Linked DNA regions of Mus musculus: region 2 is linked to region 1. Evidence: chromatin contacts called from public Hi-C data. All regions are on one chromosome and are shown on one strand. The core of a region is the stretch at or near the end of the contact, and the rest is flanking DNA. Distances in the headings are between cores, read along the strand shown.

What was found. A called contact is a pair of places that touch in the nucleus more often than the background predicts.
Region 2: a contact with region 1 is called in a Hi-C map of embryonic fibroblasts, with 1.5 times the contacts expected there. The contact joins two enhancer-like sites. A contact is called at or near these places in 2 of 15 datasets of contacts at CTCF or cohesin (CD8 T cells and the NIH/3T3 cell line), 22 of 484 Hi-C or Micro-C datasets (the C2C12 cell line, CD8 T cells, the HL-1 cell line and 10 more) and 9 of 115 datasets of contacts at active chromatin or transcription factors (CD8 T cells, the NIH/3T3 cell line, a colorectal cancer cell line and 6 more).

What each region holds. Positions count from the first base shown.
Region 1 is chr13:51,884,103-51,889,270 of GRCm38.p6, reverse strand. No RefSeq gene overlaps it. Among named protein-coding and RNA genes, the nearest start is that of Gadd45g, 40 kb to the right of the region's middle. Within about 2 kb of position 2,995, at least 95 of the 459 cell types and tissues checked have an H3K27ac peak or open chromatin away from gene starts, as enhancers often do. A contact at or near this core is called in the C2C12 cell line, CD8 T cells, the HL-1 cell line and 8 more, where this site is marked.
Region 2 is chr13:51,967,018-51,971,734 of GRCm38.p6, reverse strand. No RefSeq gene overlaps it. Among named protein-coding and RNA genes, the nearest start is that of Gm40948, 110 kb to the left of the region's middle. Within about 2 kb of position 1,479, at least 123 of the 459 cell types and tissues checked have an H3K27ac peak or open chromatin away from gene starts, as enhancers often do. A contact at or near this core is called in the C2C12 cell line, CD8 T cells, the HL-1 cell line and 8 more, where this site is marked.

The DNA.
Region 1 (5,168 bases), core at 1,746-4,245:
CCTGGCTTGAACTGAGTAACTGGAGATCCTGGAGGTTTGTGGCAGCTGTGGTGACACTGGCTCAGCCTGGGGACAGGGAAGGGGAATTTTTGAGAGATGGTTTTTCCCACATAACATCCTTGGGTCCTATGAGCTGCACCAGACCAGTAGCCGCTAACATGGAATCCCCCTGAATCTGTGCTGTTCCAAGGCAGGGCTAGAACTTCTGCTGCCTCAATGAGGTACAGCCAAGAGAAGTATGTCAGAGGATGAAGGACAGAACCCGTGCCATAGGAAGTTCCCATCTCACAACTACAGATCCAAATAAACACAATTCTCATAATAGACCCCAAGATACAGCTTGGAAGGCATGCATCTTCTATGCTCAAGTTGGACCATCCTGCCCGGAACTGCTCACTGCAAGAGTTATCCACTTATCATGCAAGACCCCTTCCTGCTAGAACTACAGAAGTCACCCTACAAAGTCTTTTTCTTCCTTCCTCTGCCTGGCCAGTGTAGGCAGGAACTGTCTCCCCATCTTGACTTTGAGGAGGCATCTGGTTACATTGGTCCCCATGGAATAGTCACTGTGAAGGTTTGGCCACACCACAGTCTCAGTCTGCCAAAGAACCTGTGGGAGTGGATATTGCCAGGGACCAATTCCTAGGAGCCAGCAACGCAAGGAAAAGAAGGGCAGATATACCAGCTGCCCTCTGGTGAGTTTCCAGAAACCCAGCCTGGAAGGACAAAGCTGAGATCTTCCCTGATCCCCCTCCCTTCTCTTCCCTGTTCCCTCCTTGACTTGGACTCCCTGGGGACCTCTTGCATGACATAACTGCCGGGCAGCAGCCTAGAGAAGCATTTTCTGAAGGCAAAGCATGGCTGACGTAGGTTCCTGTCCCCTCCTGGTCACTGTCTCCAGCTTCTCCCACCCCACAACCAGCCTTTAGAATGGTGGAGGGAGCCAGACAGCCAATAAGTCTTGGGCAGTGTGATCATGTTCCTTGGTCAGTGTTCCCTGTAGTGACTAAAATGAGACAGTAAGGCCAACCCACCCCTGGCTCACAGACAGGTCCAGACCTAGTTTCACTGTGTCCCCGACTGGGGACCACCGTAAACTCAAACTGTCACAGTCCAGACTCCTACAACCCTCCCCTGAGGTCTCTTGGTTCCTTCACATCTGGGCACATAGTCCCATAGATGCTTGCCTTGCTTGATCTTCTGAAGATGGAACTGGGATGCTGGGTCACACAGAGCTCTGAGTCCAGCACCTTCTTTTTTTCTTTGGAGAATCCCAAAGCACACCCGCTCCATTCTTCCTCGGCAGTAATGAGCCTTGGCTCTTCTCTCATCAGACAGGGGTGCTAGGCTCCTAAGCAGAGAGGGTGTACAGACACTTCCTGATCTAGCCCAGGGCTGAGCATGCAGCTCTGAGAGCACATGGAACAGGAGGTTGCTACAGAGATCACAGTCCTGCCTGGCCACGGTATTTGACAATAAGACTAGGCCCGGGTGGGTATAGCAAGCTTAATGGGAGTGATGTTCTCTGTGGTTCGATGCCCAAAACAACATATTGGGAATTCAGCACTAGATGTGGATCTTTCCACCTTCTGCCGTGGGATGGCACAGCATGAAGATCCTCCTGGCCAGATAAGTATTTTGAGCTCCCCCGAACCTAGAACAGTAAGACCTAATTCTCTATTCTTTATAAACTACCCTGGATATTCTGTTACAAATGGACTAAGAATAGCGGTGCTTTGCTGAGTCTAAAGGAAGTGGGCTCTTTTTCTCTGCATCCTCTTCCCGAATAACACCACTCACATCTCTTTCTTCTGTTCTATAAGAGCTACAGTCCAGACATCTGTACCCTACAGTCAGACGCCTCAGCCTGCCCAGTGGGCAGGATTTTAATAAAAGAAACTATCACTCATGTGAGCCACAGAGAGTTGTGTACCAACCAGAGGCTAATCTTTTCTGTGTCTTGAGCTTGTGCAAGTCAGAGAGGAAACAGAACCCCATCTCACAACTTGAAGACAGTCATAGCATTGAAGGTATCCCTGCCTAAGCTGAAGAGTCTTCTGCTCCTGTTTACCTTGGTTTTATGACTCCAGGTCTAGGAAGGGAAGGAGAGGAGGAAACCCGAGGCAATACAACCTCTTCACCACAGACACAACCACAGCCTCCACCATCCAAGGTCCGAGCAAAACAAGTCTCCCCCACCAGGCCGTGCTCCTCAGCCAAGCATTCTCATGTCTGGGAAAGGAATTCGTCTTTCGCAGAAGACATTAGCAAACACAGCCATAAACTTGGAATCCGCAGTCTGACATGTCAGAGGCTCAGAAGAAAGCTTTAACTCCTGAAAGCCGCTCTACCACGTCATCTCTTGAACATCCAGAGTTGAAATGTGGCCGGCGATGGCTGGGTGCCCATCCCATTATGTGCAGACTTAAGCATCTGTGGCATGGTGTTTTCTCAGTCAAACCTTTAAATCAAACTCAGTACACCGGATAGAAAGGCATCCAAGCTATCTCTTGGGGCTGAAAATAGATGCCCAGCACACTTTTGAATTCCATCTATAAAGGGTTTGGGGATAACTTCTCAAGAGCCTGCTAATCTGTTGATCACATCTGAACATTTGTAGCTGCTAACTCTCCTTAAGGCAATCTGAATGGGGATTCAGCAGACTGACCCGCGGCTAAGGCTAAAAATTAAGTACATGTGCAGTTTTGAGCTTCTCCATGTCTCAATTTTATTCGTGTATTTACCTACAAGTGCTGAGCTGATGTCGGAGTTTAATCTCAGCTCTTTCTTCTGTTATAAGAAAAACTTCACAACTTCCTGTTGGCCCGTGACCGTGTATTTATATCTCATGCATATACTCCCATAAAACCCGTAGCTGGAGATGTGTCTGTCACCAGCCAGACTCTGCAAAGACAAGAGAAACTAAGCAGTGTGCCTGTCCCCAAGGTGTCCATAAACATAAGAGCCGGAGGAACTCACTTCCTGTGGAAACAACACAGGCCTCAGTGACTCAGTGTGGCAACAGCTTCTCCCTCTCCTAGCTTGGGTAGGAGGGACCTACTCCACACAGCTGCTCAAAGCCTCTGGGGCTGGCAGACGTTTGGTTTGCTTTTGGTTTTTTTGTTTTGTTTATGAAACAATATTCCCAACTCATGATCCCACTGCCTCAGTTTCTTCCGTGCTGGGATTATAGGTGGGTGCCATAGCTGGCTTTCAATCTCTCTTCACTAGACCCACAGATATAGGGAGGAGAAAACATGAAAGGAGACAGAGAACCAGGGTTTGGGGACCGACTACTCCCACCCACAACCCATATGCAGAGCCACACCGACTGGCAGCCGCAAGGATGCCACTGTGCAGATAAGCCGAGGCCCACAAAGGAAAAGGCAAAGAAAGAACATGAAACTCAACACCATGTGTGAACACCCTCCCACTGGGTGTGAACACACCACTCACTCCACATAGGAACTCGGCACTCATGCCATGTGTGTGAGCGCACACTCCTACCACCTGTATACACACTCTCGCTATGAATGAACTCTCACCACATGTGAACTGGTCAAACACACACATACATCAAGTATGAACATGCGGCTCATGCCACATGTGTATTACACGTGAATGCACACACTCCCACCGCATAAGAACTTGAAAATTTGTACTGCATGTGAGCACACACTCACCACATATGAATACTTCCCACATGTGACCAAACGCTCCCACTGCTCCGGGGCACACACTCACAGTACACGAGCAAACACCAGTCCCAGGAGTCTAATGACCCTAGTGTGACCATGGAATGCCTTTGTCCTCTGTGCTTCTTCAGCTGACACTGAGCTCTTCACAGCAAAGCCTTCTTGCTCCTCAGATTCACACACAAATTTAGAGTGTACATTTTAAAAAAAAAGATTTATTTATTTTATGTATGTGAGTACACTGTCGCTGTCTTCAGACACACCAGAAGAAGGGCATCAGATCCCGTTACAGATGGTTGTGAGCCACCATGTGGTTGCTGGGAATTGAACTCAGGACCTCTGGAAGAGCAGTCAGTGCTCTTAACCACTGAGCCATCTCTCCAGTCCCTGCACATTTTTTTAATCTTTCACCAACACAGCACAAATAGCAGAGCAGGTAGATAAAGTAATTTCTCCATAGACAGTGTGAGGTGGGTGTGTGTTTCTGTGTGTGTATGTGTGTGTGTGTGTGTGTGTGTGTGTGTGTGTGTGGTATGTGTATGTGTGTATGGTGTATGTGTATATATGTGTGTGTGTGTGTATATGTACATATGTATATATGTGTGTAGTGTGTGTGCATATGTGTATGGTGTATGTGTGTATACATATGTGGTGTGTGTGTGTGTGTGTATGTATGTGTTTGTGTTACTCTAATGAACCTAGTCACTCAGTAATTGAGGCCACCCAAGACAAGTGTACAGTCCCCTGCAGACCAAATGTCAATATTTAACATTGTTTTCCAGATGTCCAGACAAAGCCATAACTCCAGCCTTTCTCTTAGTCTCAGTGCTGTTCTAAGGGAAGAAGATGAGCGTGGGGCCCAGTGTGCACAGGAGACAGGTAGATGTCTGTGCTGTAGCCTGCTGTGTCAAAGACAAAATAAACCAGCCTCCGATGCTGCTACCTGAATAGTCAGTGGGCCCACTGTATCCATACAGGGTTGAAATTGAGCAAAGAAACATCATTAGGCTGGCAGGCTTCTGACTACCTGCAAAGTGTAATGGGTATTTTATTCCTTCAGTAGCACACAGGTCCAGCTAGCAGGTTCTAACAGCCTGAGAGCTAAGATTGCCTAACACAGCACCACATTCCTGTTCAGGGACAGTGGCTGGGAACGGAACCACCCTGAGCCTAGCTACTGGAAACGGAGAGCAGGAGGCATCTCAGGCAGTTTCTGGGAGCGGGAGTTTAGGTGGCTCATCTGCCCTCCCCAATGTGGGCCCCCGTGAAGGTAAACAGTCACTGAGAAGGCAGATACTGCCTACTGACCACACCCAGGTTACCTAAGTGTTCCCATAGCGGGTTAGAAAAAGAGAGGGACACAAAACAGCTAAGGACTGTAATTTTGCTGCCATCTGGGATAACGCAGTCACACAGCCTGGCTTATCTCACAGTCTTCTACGAGGAGGCCAGGCTTCAGGGAAAGTGAGTCCC
Region 2 (4,717 bases), core at 230-2,729, 84 kb before region 1:
GGAATAACAGCTGCACACCAGCACACCTGGCTTTTTGATAAAAAGGGGTTTGGGGACTGCACACAGGTCCTCAAGCACTTTACCATCAGTCTTAAGGTTTCTATTCCTGCACAAACATCTTGACCAGGAAGCAAGTTGGGGAGGAAAGGGTTTATTCAGCTTACACTTCCACATTGCTGTTCATCACCAAAGGAAGTCAGGACAGGAACTCAAGCAGGTCAGGAAGCAGGAGCTGATGCAGAGGCCATGGAGGGATGTTCCTTACTGGCTTGCTTCCCCTGGCTTGCTCAGCTTGCTTTCTTATAAAACCCAGGACTACCAGCCCAGAGATGGCACCACCCACAGTGCCCTCCCACGCTTGATCACTAATTGAGAAAGGCCTTACAGCTGGATCTCATGGAGGCATTTCCTCAAGGGAGGCTCCTTTCTCTTGTGATAACTCCAGCCTGTGTCAAGTTGACACACAGAACCAGCCAGAACACCATCTGAGCTGTCTCCACTGCCCCAGCATTCACTTTGTAAAGGTTTGGGGTTGTTTGTTGGTTTTAAGAAATCGGGAAGATAGCTGGGCAATGGTGGCACAGGCCTTTAATCCCAGCACTCATAAGGCAACGGTAGGTGGATCTCCATGTCCAAGGACAACCTGGGCTATATATCACGTTCCATGACAGTCAGGGCTACGAAGAGAAACTATCAATAAAAACAAAACAAAATGGGGAAAATCCCTCCATGTCCACCCCAAAAGCTGAATCATGAAATGGATTCACCCATACGAGTGCTTCACTCTGGCACCTTTTCTTCTACCATCACTGACCAGAGCAGTCAGAAAGCCTGTTTCTAGGTCAATAGCAGTACCTGGACACCTGCTCCCTACAGCAGCAAACAACCCCAGTCTAGCTTCATGGGAAGGGACAGTGCACCACCATCACTTCCACCACCCCCAGGAAGCAGGAGCCCTCAGCACCCTCTGCCAACACATACAATAATTAATTCACAAGCCCCTCAGGTTCCCACCCCTCTCTCCCCAAACCCCAGCTCACACACACACACACACACACACACACACACACACACACACACAATGACTCCCGGGTTGCAGAACCCTTCTCCGAGACCTGTGTCTGTGTCTCAGTTGCCTTCCTTCCCTAGACCCTTGAAGCCATCAGTATTGTTGCATCGTCAGAAGTCAGGGGAGCAAAACCAGGAGCAATCCACAGTTCTTCCAAGAAAAGGACACCCCCTCACCACTCCCCACCCCCGTCTCTACCAGAACCTGGTATTTTAGACTTTGCATTACAGTCTATCTCGAATTATTGGAGGGAAAAAGAGCCGGCGCACATAACGACGCAGTTGATAACCATCTTCAAGACCTGGAGGGGAAAGCCGCAGGTGACTCATTGCTGGCCCACTGACACACAGCTGTGGCCTGCCTAGCACTACTGGGAGGTGGAGGTCAGCAGGAAGCTCGCTTGCCCTCCTCCCTCTACACCTCAGTCAGCCTGAGTCATGACTCATGGGAACCTCCCACGTGGCTCTGAGAAGAGGAAAGGATGTGAGGCCACTTTGGAGATGGTAGAGGAGAAAGAGAGGAAAAAAGTAAGCAGCCAGTGCCCTGCCAGGAAACCAAGCAAAGAGTCGCAACCTCATGGTGGCGCTAGACCAGAAGCCCCTGGCTCCGCTGGGGGCCCTCGTTGCTCCTACCTTGCCCTTTCTTCCATTAGACTGATTTGCATTCTGTCGTCTCTCTTCTAGTACCTGCCACCCACACAGCTACACACACACACACACACACACACACACACACACACACACACCATGCACCCATGTACCTGTGCAAGTTAGGGCAGCACCTACCAGAGAACAGCACCCGCATGGACTGGCTGACTATTCACATAGCACCCACTCCGGAGGCCTCGGTGAGGAGGAGCCCCTGGGTGGGTACAGAGAGGCTTAAATGTGGCAGACGCTGGAATACCATCAGCTTGTCTTGAACAGACTCCTAAACCAACAAAGCAGGGGTGGGGATCCTGTGGACGTGAACAGCCGGTATGAGGAAGAAGGAATCAGAGGCAGGGAGGGGATGCGGGACCTCTAGGGAGGAAAGAAGCCAAGTGTGGAGAATCTTAAACAGAGAGGAGAGCAGGGGAGGACCAGAACCAGGAACGTAGTTCTGACTGTTCAGCACTGCTTGGATTTCTGCACCTGTCTTGCGTTAAGTGAGAGGACCTACACAAGGTGGTCCTCGAGACACAGTTGAGGACCCAGAGGCTGTAGGTCAACCAGGGACTGCTGCAAAATACAGGCAGGCTACAGAAAAGTCACAGAAGATGGGGAGACAGGCCACTCTCCACAGACTGCCTGAGCTGAAAACATGGATGTCTGCCTTACTTAGACGTTAATGAGATATCTGGAGAGGGTACCCAACAGCCAATAGAAGCGTCATAGCCATTCATCAGACCGGACACCACACTCCCAAAACACTTTGTGTCTGGCTGGTGCTCCCTAAGAGTTGAACCCTCAGAGGAGCAAAGCAGTCTGGAAGAATCCATGCACAACAACTTCTGGGGCTCCGAGGAGAAGCAGCCAGTGTGGTCTGGATGTGCGACAACAGCTCAGCTCTTAGCAAAGTCCCAGAGGCGAGGGGAGAAGGACTTTCTGACTCACAGAACCACCCCAGGAATGATGAGACCAAGGACTGGACCATTCTGAGGTCCTTGCTGCTCACAAACCCATAGTCACACGGCTGCATGCTGGACATTCCTGGAGGAATAGTCACAGCGCTGTATGCTGACCGTGTCTGGAGGAGGCCTGACTGAAAAAAGCAGAACCTGCTCAGCAGCAAATAATAAACGCAGAGCCGGGGAGATGGTAGCAGTAAAATGGCCACGTGTAAGCATAAGGACCAGAATTTGACAGACAACCCAAGTGGAAAGGCTGGGTGTGGTGGCAGGCTCTAGGGAAATGGCAACAGTCAAATCCCTGGTGCTGGCCTTATTACTAAGTCTCGGGTCCCAGTGAGAAAGCTTGTCTCAAAACCCAGGATGGACAGCTCATGCAGAATGACCTCAGAGACTGTCCTCTGGCCTCCAAATGCACTCTCAGAAGCACGTGCACACCCACGTATGCACACTCATGTTTGTGCACCAACACATATGTCGGGACATCCAAGGCAACGTGAGCAGTTGAAAGTCTGAACACTGCCAGACCACTCTCTCCCAGTCTGTGTACTCAGCTTAGCTCTGCACCCCCGAGTGCTTAGAGCTCCCCTGCAGACATAGAGGTGTGCGTACATTAATGCCCTGTCGCTTTAAATCTGAAGGGCCATTGAGGAAGAATACAGAGTGGAGTGTTGTTCCTTTTTTTCCCCCCTTTCCTCCTGTAAAGTTCAGGTTGAGAAAGACCTTTTGGGATGGAACAGTTGCATAAGCATAGGATTAGCTGTCCTTGATTATAAATAAATGAATGTCTGTGGCTGAGGAAAACCTGGCCTATGTCAAGGATCCGCTCCACCCCCATCTTTAAGACTTCGCTGGGACCAGCTGCTTGGTTTACTTTCAGGCTTCATGATTTCCCTGTCACTTGCTCCACAAACCTGCATCTTCTGCCAACCGATGAATGCCTGTTCTCCAAGAGCTTAGTACTGCCCATAGTCCAGGGTTCTCTTCAGCTCTCCGGCTTCTCCACCCCATGGAGCACTCTGGTTATTAGCATCTTCCTCCAACGGCCTCTCCTGGGGCAAGCAGCCTGGGACAGCTGAGTGTGCTGATAGAACCACTGCACGGCAGCCCTCAAAGTCCGAACAACAAGTTCATAAATAAGTAAACTGAGGGAGGCCAGGAATGGAGCCCTCGTGGGTGAGGTGCTTTCATAACATGCAAGATGCTGAGATCCAGCCCCAACTATCACATAAAGTGGATGTGGAAGTACATGTATGTACCCGGCACTTAGGGTTATAGGCCGGAGGATTGGAAATTCAAGGACATCCTCTGCCATATAGGAAGTCGGGGGCCAGCCTGAGCTACATGAAACCTCCTCAACAAACAAGGAAGGAGGTGAGCCGTGGCTGGAGATGCTGAGGCCAAACATCACCCCGGTGACTACCCAAAATGGACTTTAGGCCTATGCTGGAGAATGGTTGTGTACCGTGTACTTCAGATGATGGATACCGTGCCCAGAGATCTGGTTGCAGTATGGATGTTGGCATGGTCATGATTGTTGAAGCATCTCCTGTCTCAGTGATGTTTTCACAAAGATTGTTTTCCATCACCACTGATTGGTTACTAAGGTGCTGATCAGCCAATCACTGGACAGGAGAAGAGAATAGGGCAGCAGGGGGTAAGGGGGTGGGAGGGGAAGAGATGAACCACGAGGATTCTCCATGAAAGGCAGAGAAGGAAGTGGCCACGTGGCTGGGAAGTAATCCGGCCAGCATAGTCAGGTTAGAATAGCTCATTGTCTGTCTAGCTATAGGTCTCTGTGTCGTTTATTTGGGAACACAGAGGAATAGAAAAGCCCCCAGAACCTCATTTACAAGCCTAGGACTGGCCAAGCCCTGCTCTGGTTTCAACTGCTCCCTGTATCTGTGACTTCGTTTTAGATCAAGAGGACCCAGAACAGGTTGGAGGGATGGTGGTTGGCATACAAACATGAGGGCTTGAGTTCTGCTTCCCATCACTCACGTAAACACCGGGTGCAGAGGCACATGCCTGTAACTCTA